2 separate regions of the Bos taurus genome follow, and region 1 is linked to region 2. The links are chromatin contacts, called in public Hi-C maps. All regions are on one chromosome and are shown on one strand. The core of a region is the stretch at or near the end of the contact, and the rest is flanking DNA. Distances in the headings are between cores, read along the strand shown.

Evidence for each region. Hi-C and Micro-C count contacts between places; a contact is called where the count stands out from the background.
Region 1: a Hi-C map of liver shows a contact between it and region 2, with 2.3 times the contacts expected there. The contact joins two enhancer-like sites. A contact is called at or near these places in 2 of 11 Hi-C or Micro-C datasets (liver and an unstated tissue).

Annotation. Positions count from the first base shown.
Region 1 is chr21:16,398,260-16,402,008 of ARS-UCD2.0, forward strand. All of the region lies in intron 8 of AKAP13 (A-kinase anchoring protein 13), which reads left to right. Among named protein-coding and RNA genes, the nearest start is that of KLHL25, 180 kb to the right of the region's middle. Within about 2 kb of position 2,227, at least 15 of the 102 cell types and tissues checked have an H3K27ac peak or open chromatin away from gene starts, as enhancers often do. A contact at or near this core is called in liver, where this site is marked.
Region 2 is chr21:16,351,300-16,355,219 of ARS-UCD2.0, forward strand. It overlaps AKAP13 (A-kinase anchoring protein 13), which reads left to right. Exons shown (of 38, transcript XM_024982287.2): 4 at 1,757-2,053. Among named protein-coding and RNA genes, the nearest start is that of AKAP13, 140 kb to the left of the region's middle. Within about 2 kb of position 1,827, at least 20 of the 102 cell types and tissues checked have an H3K27ac peak or open chromatin away from gene starts, as enhancers often do. A contact at or near this core is called in liver, where this site is marked.

The DNA of each region.
Region 1 (3,749 bases), core at 977-3,476, 47 kb after region 2:
AGTCTTGATTATTGTTCTTGTTTGAAGCTGTTAACTTGTAAAACAAGAGAACTTGTTTGAACTTGTTGAACAGTGCTAGTGCTCTAAGCTTTAGATGCCATGACTTTCTTTTTTTAAAAAGCAACAAAAGCAAACAAAAAAAACCAGCACACATCTTTGGCTGGAAAATCAAGATACTGGAGTAAATCACATTGCCCATCAGAAAATCAGCCATCCTTGTCTAGACTTGAGGGTGTGTTTTTTTTTGCTCTTCAGAGGGCTAAGTATTTTTCATAGAATTACCCCAGTTAGCTAAACAGAACGGTACCCTTCCAAACTGTTTCAAGTGTATGGATTGGGATAAACAAGCTTCATTTTGTTGGAGTGCAGTGGTAGGGAGGTGCTGGCTGTTCTCACCCACCCCTTATTACCGATAATATTCATGACTAATGCCTGGGTGGCTACTTGTACCGCAGGCATTATTCAGACAAGTGTTGCTTTTGCCCCTGGGGAAAGAAAAGAGAACACGCCCTGCATGGGTAACATGTGTCTTTGTTTCCAGAAGCCCCTGAAAAAGGGAAGGAACAAACTCACATCCTTGAATTCAAATACCTCTGCTTCTTCGTCCTCCATGTGAAGTCCTGTGATTAGTGTCCTGTGTACAGCCTGAGGCTGGCCACAGACCCTTTGCTTTCCTGTGAGGATAGCTCTGTCCTGACTGTATCTTAACCATTACAAAGAAGAGAGCAAAACTCTGTTTTGAGTTTTTGTTTGTTTTGTATTGGGGGTATAGCTGATAAACAGACAGTGTTGTGATAGTTTCGGGTGACCATTGAAGGGACTCAGCTGTACACACAAATGAATCCATCTCCCCTAAACTCCCCTCCCATCCAGGCTGCCACATAACGTTGAGCAGAGTTCCGTGTGCTAGACAGCAGGTCCTTGTTGGTTATCCATTTTAAGTACAGCAGTGTGTACATGTCCATCCCCAGCTGCCTGACTATCCCTTCCTCCCATCCTTCCCCCTGATAACAGTAAGTGCCTTCTCGAAGTCTGTGAGTCTGTTTCTGTTTTGTAAGTAAGTTCATTTGTATCATTTTGTTTTAGACTCCAGATATAAGGGCTGTCACTGGATAGTTCTCCTCTGTCTGACTGACTGAAAGTTGCTCCTTTCCTCGTCTCTTTTCCTCTTCTCATTTTCCCTCCAGTTTTAGAAGTTGAGAGAGAGGACACTCCTCTGGTTGGTCATCAGGCGTCATTTTACAGATAGAAGAAGTAGACCCCCAAATAGTCCCTTGGCTAGCTTAAGGTCAGGGCCTGCTAGAATGGGAGCTTCTAGTTTGGTTCTAACCTAGAATCTGCCCAGTGGGGTGCTTTCCTCCCCAACTCTTAGCCCAGGCTCCTTATCCTAAGGAGCCTCAGGATTCGAGAACCATGTAATTTGTCTGCTGTTGCTGGGGTATCTTTGCTTTGTGTCTGCCTGCGCTCCATGTAGTTAGAGAAAGCATACTTTAATGGGATTTTTAGTTCATGAGGATCTTCAGGTCTAGTGCTCACAGCCTTCTTACAGTGTCGTGAAATCTGACCTCTGACCTGCCCTCCCTTGCTGTGGATCGAAAGCAGGAAGCGTGGACACACATTTTGCATCTTCTTCACATGTCGCATTTTCTCCTTTTTTCCCCATCTGACTCTCTGCATGTTTTTTGCCTGGAGGGAAGTTTGTGAACACTTACAAAGGACAGAGAATAAATACATCAGAGTTTGTGGGAGGTACAGTTTCTGTAACAGCTAATCGCCTTTGGTGTTGCATGTGAAAGCAGCCAGAGGCTGCCTGTAAACAAGCCTTTTACTGACAGTTCCGATAAAAGCTTCATAGAAATTTGCATTTCTTTTTTAAATTTTTTTCTTTTCTTTGAAATTTGAATTTCATATTGTGAAATCATTTCATATTGTAAAATCATGTCATATTGTGAAATGATTTCATGTCATGAAATACTCTTTTTTGAATGTTTTCTTTCGTCACTAAAAAATGTAAAAATCTGCTCTTTGGTGTTTTTTTTTTTTTCCAATGTGCTGTACAAAAATGGATGGTGGTAATCTGTCCGCCCCTGCCTTTAGAATATGTGTGCCTCAGTGGATGAGAAGAAAGAGAAAGCAAGTAGAATTTTTTCTCTTCTGAGTGGTCTCAGCCTGTGGGGGAGCTTGTTACTAAACCGCACAGAGGAAGTAGAGAGTTTCATGTCTCTCCCAAGTATGTCTTTTGACTTGGTATCTCGACTTCCTTGTCCTGTTTGTCTTCTGGCCTTAACCTTCTGGAGCCTGGGCTTGCAGTCTGAGATTGTGATGGTAGTCGAGGGCGGAGTGGCACTTGTTTAGGATTATTTAATTTGGTCTTTCAGACACATGCCCAGTCTGTGTATTGCCCTTGGGAATAAACCAGTCATTGCCTCAATGACTCATTGTTTCTCTGAATCAACCTCTTCCAAATGTAAAACAGGAAAAAATCTGTGTGTCTTAATGCTTTGCTACTGTCTTGAAAACCTGGAACCTTTGCGTAAGGAATAAAGGATGCATAAAGGAATCGGGCAGTGTCAAGACTAGTGCTTGTGTGTCCGCAGAGAAAGCACATGTGTATTCAATGCTTCAGGTTTCTCAGCACGTGATACATGGTCCTGACAGATACTTCCCCGTTGAATCAAAAGTAGTTCACAATTCCAGAGGCCCGGTTTTACACGCAGAGTGGTCCATTCCCAGTAGTCATTTTATCACCATTTTATATTCATGGTTTGTCCCTACGTATTGCCAAAGCTTTAATACTAGTTACAGTTTCAGTTCAGTTCTTCTAGATTACCTTTTGTTGTCCTTTTTTCCCCTGGTGAGTTAATATCTATCAAGTACATGGAGCTCAACATGCAGTAAGTACAGCTTAGCATTCTTATTATTAATTAGTTTCATAACTTCATATTCCAGTATCCTTTTTACTCACTGAAGTAACCAGTGACTTACAGTGGTTCCTAAAGCAATCAAACTGCAGATTCTGCTTCTTGAACATTGTTATAAAAGCTTCAGGAGTAGCAGCTAGCATTAATTTAAGTTGGGAGACAGGGTGCTGGTTTTAGTTCTGAGATCTTTAGAAATTTGAATGGACCTTTAGAAATTTGAATGGACCTGAAAGATTATCTGAAATATGAAGGAAAGAAATGGTTCCTGGAAAGTTAAGCAACTAGCCTCATTTCACAGCTAGTTAACTCTGTACGATAGACTGAAACTCGTTTCTGTATGGGTAATGTTTCTGTTACACTGTGGTTTTCAGAAAACTCCTCCTGAGGATATACATCTGGGCAGTTCAGCTCACTTTGATTTTTCATGTTTTAAACAAACAGCCCTGAATGATGGATACACACATGAAGATTCTGAAACAGTTGCGTCATAGTCCCATGCTTTCAATGATAGTCGGAGAAATTCCTTTGACTACTTTCAGTTCAGATCAGATCAGTCACTCAGTCATGTCCAGCTCTTTGCAACCCCATGAATCGCAGCACGCCAGGCCTCCCTGTCCATCACCAACTCCTGGAGTTCACTCAGACTCACATCCATCAAGTCAGTGATGCCATCCAGCCATCTCATCCTCTGTCGTCCCCTTCTCCCTGCCCCCAATCTCTCCCAGCATCAGTCTTTTCCAATGAGTCAGCTCTTCGCATGAGGTGCCAAAGTACTGGAGTTTCAGCTTCAGCATCATTCCCTCCAAAGAAATCCCAGGGCTGATCTCC
Region 2 (3,920 bases), core at 577-3,076:
CTTGGTGGCTCAGATGGTGAAGAATCTGCCTGCAATGCCAGGAGACCCAGGTTCGATCCCTGGGTTGGGAAGATCCCCTGCAGAAGGGAATGGCAACCCTCTCCAGTGTTCTTGCTTGGAGAATCCCATGGACAGAGGGGCCTGATGGGCTACAGTCCATGGGGTCACAAAGAGTCGTACATGACTAAGCGACTAACACACACACCGTGGGGGTGGGGGGAAGTCTGTAGAATATCGATTTACTTCTCTCGTTGGTCACATGGGGAAGAAAAATGATTGTTTTCTCTTTCAAAGACAGCAGAAAGCTTAGTTTGCTCTGCCGGGTGGGAAGCCTCTGTTGGCTGTGCCTGTGGTCTGCGGAGTGGCACTCAGGGACCCTCCAGCTCATCCAGAAGCCAGGATGGGCTCTGCATGTGGGTGGTCTCTGGGAGCCTGGCCCTCAGGTGCCTGCAGTTCCTCAGGCAGCGCGCCAGGGGGCGCAGCTCACTCAGAAACACCAACTCCAGTTTATTTTCTCATCAGAAAGATATTTATGGAAGAAATGATGATGTTAGGAGCATAGTTCCAACCAGCTGAGATCAGTGCCTGAAGGTGGAGGAAAAGTGTGTTTTGATGAATACATTCCGCATCTTGGAAATGCATAACATTGCTGAAAACCCCAGGGAGATCTGACTTTCCAGGAATGCCTCCCTGCGGGAACAGTGCTCACACCTTCCCGGTCTAGACACCAGTGGAGCTCCCTCGGGTGGCAGGTAGCTTGCTGCCTGACGTCAGAGCTCATGCATTCTCTGCCCCTCTGGGCAGTGGGCACCGTGGTCTCTGGCCCTGGCATTGCATCATCCCTGTGCAAACCGGGCGATTTCTTTGAAGTTCTCTTTGCATTACAGGAAAGAATGGGCATCTCAGAGCAAAAGTTATTTCCTCTGCCTTGAATTGCTTCATAATAGTGAGGTGAAATCAGGTCGTGTGCTTGGTGCCTGCTCAGTCGCTTCAGTCGTGTCTGACTCTTTGCCATCTTATAGACCGTGCCCTGCCAGGCTCTGTCAGTGGGGTACTGGGGCCTCAGTCCAGTTCCTGCCAGGTGACCTGTGGAAGTGACTTTTTCCCTGCTGGGTTTCCAGATCCAGGGCTGCTCAGGAGCCTTCCCACTGGACGCTAGGCCTCATCGCAAGGTCCTTGAGCTTTCATTCTTTAATTTGTTCAAGTTGAACAAATTAGTGTATATTGAGATTTTCAGAGACTGTTAATGCCAAACATTATACTGCCAGCATGGTGGCAACTGGAATACAAAATTAACCTGTTATTTGGTAGGGGAACCAGGGCTTTCCAGGTGGCTCCGGGGAAGCACCTGCCTGCCAATGCAGGAGACAGGGAGACGCGGATTCAGTCTCTAGGTTGGGAAGATCCCCTGGAGAAGGTAATGGCCACTCACTCCAGTATTGTTGCCTGGAGAAATCTCATGGACAGAGAAGCCTGGTGAGCTACAGTCCATAGGGTCGCAGACAATCAGACATGACTGATCGACGGAACAACAACAGGGGAACCAATTGATATTTGCAACTAGCACTTGTGAAAAATGAATTAGAGATGGAGTTTTGTGAAGTGTGGAAGATTGCTGGCAGAGCTTGGGGGAAGGAGGGGGTTCCTTTCAGGAGGGGGAATGTGTATGTCATGCAGGAAGAGCTGATTGCCGCCGCTGCCCTGTCTTTCAGGAGGAGGGCTCTGATCTGTCTCCCTGCTGCCTGTGTCTCATTAGGTCATGACTGCTGCGAGACAGTGAAGGTGCTGCTCTGCGCTTCCAAAGAGGGCCTGCCTGTGTTCGTGGTGGCGGAAGAGGACTTCCAGTTCATCCAGGACGAGGCCTATGACGCAGCCCAGTTCCTGGCCACCAGTGCTGGCAACCAGCAGGCCCTGAACTTCACCCGTTTCCTGGATCGCTCAGGACCCCCGTCCTCGGACGTGAACTCCCTCGATGAGAAAGTTGCCCTGGCCTTCAGGCACCTGAAGCTGCCAGCGGAGTGGAATGTGTTGGGGACAGACGCAACTTCACACGGTAAGGACCTCGGATGACCCGCAGCCTTTGAGCTTGGGATTCTTTGTTTTTGGATGGGGCTGCTTTCCTTTGGGGATGCTCCTCCCGTCTCCACGGTGGCTGCATAGACTGTGCCATTACAGGAGCAGAGTGGCCTCAGTGGCGCCTCTCCTGGGTCCTCCTGCCGAGTTGTCAGGCCCGTTCTTGTCAGGAAATGACCCCACAGAGGGCTCACTCAGAGCGGCAGCTGTCAGAGTAGCTGGTGGCTTGATGCCCTTCCGTGGCCCGGACTTCACACTTGATCTCCTGTGTGTAGAGAGAGGCCCGTCCTTCATGAGGAGGGCAGCAGAGGAACGTTTGACACTTCTTTCTAAAGATCAAAGACAGGATTTTCATTATTGTATTCTCAAGGTGTCTAGGGATTCCATGAGGCTGGAAGAAGGAAAAGACAGGGAGGGGCATGCAGGGGAGCTAACCAAGGCCTGGAGCGCCCACCCCACAAGTTTGTAACCAGAGTGCCCTCACTCTGGTCTATTTCATCTGCTCGGGACTCCACTTTTTAAAAAGCAGTGAAGTAGTAGGTATCTATATATGTTCCTCTTTTTCTGACAGGGGATTTCCTGTGTCATTATTCTTGCGGTAAATGACACCTGTTAGATGTTGTGAATGTTTATGTGTGTAAACACACACACACACACACACACACACACACCCCGCCCCCGATGAAGCAGCATATACCTGGAGTCCAGCGAACAGCGTCATCTTTCCCTCCTGAGTGCAGATCTAATGGAAAGATTTATGAGTTACGCAAAGATCAGAGCGTTTGCTTTGTTCCTAACAGAAACTGAATGGAAAGGCTGACATCAGTCCACTTGCCGGAAGGGGTTGCTTATCCTCTCGACTCTTATCTCTGGAAGAACAGGACAGTCACAGGACTGCCCTGGAGTGTTCCTGACTTTGGTTATTGTGTTATGAAGGGGTCGCCCAGAAGGCCCCGGCCCCCCCCCGCAGGCAGGCAGACCCTGACTGAGGAGGAGTGCCCAGCGGGGCTGATCCGGGAGGGCGCTCAGTTCCCCACTCTCTAGACCCACCAGATAGCTGTGTTCTTCTCATGGAGGAAGGGCAGCGAGGTTTTGCTAGCTTTAGTTCTCTTAGACCCACTGAATTTAACCACTGGGGCGGTGACCAGCTGCAGGAAGGGACCCCCACTGTCAGGGGCTTCCTGTCAAGACAAGACCGGGCACTCCTGCCAGGTGAAATGCAAAAGGAACCTTGGATGCTCAAATGAAGGGAAAAAGCATTTATCCTTTTTCTTTTTAACATAGTGCCTAAGAAACCTCTGCATTACTGAGATCTAGAGATCAGAAGATTTGCCATTATACAGGACAGTGGGCACTTTTCCAGAAACCTAATGTTCAGACATTTCTAGCTCCTCCTGTCCCACCCCCCCATATTGATTTGTTTGTTTGTTGATTGCTCTGGGCCTTCATCGTCTTGTGTGGGCTTTCCCTACTTGCGATGAGGGGGCCACTCTTCGTTGTGGTGTGTGGGCTTCTCTGCGGTGGCTTCTCGCTGCAGTGGCTCCTCTCACTGCAGTGGCCTCTCTTACTGCAGAGCACGGGCTTAGATAAGCTTCAGTCGTTGCCGCATGCAAGCTCACTGGTTGTGGCTCACGGGCTTAGTTGCTCCGGCATGTGGAATCGTCCCAGATCAGGGATCAAACCCCCACCCCTGCATTGGCAGGAGGATTTTTCTCCAGTGCTCCACCAGGGAAGTCCACTCCTGCGGTTTCTGTGTTGTGATTGGAATGATTATTCTGGTTGCCATTCATAAATCAGTATCAAGAAGGGTTGCATTACTTATTTATGGGGCATAAAGTTGTTTTGTG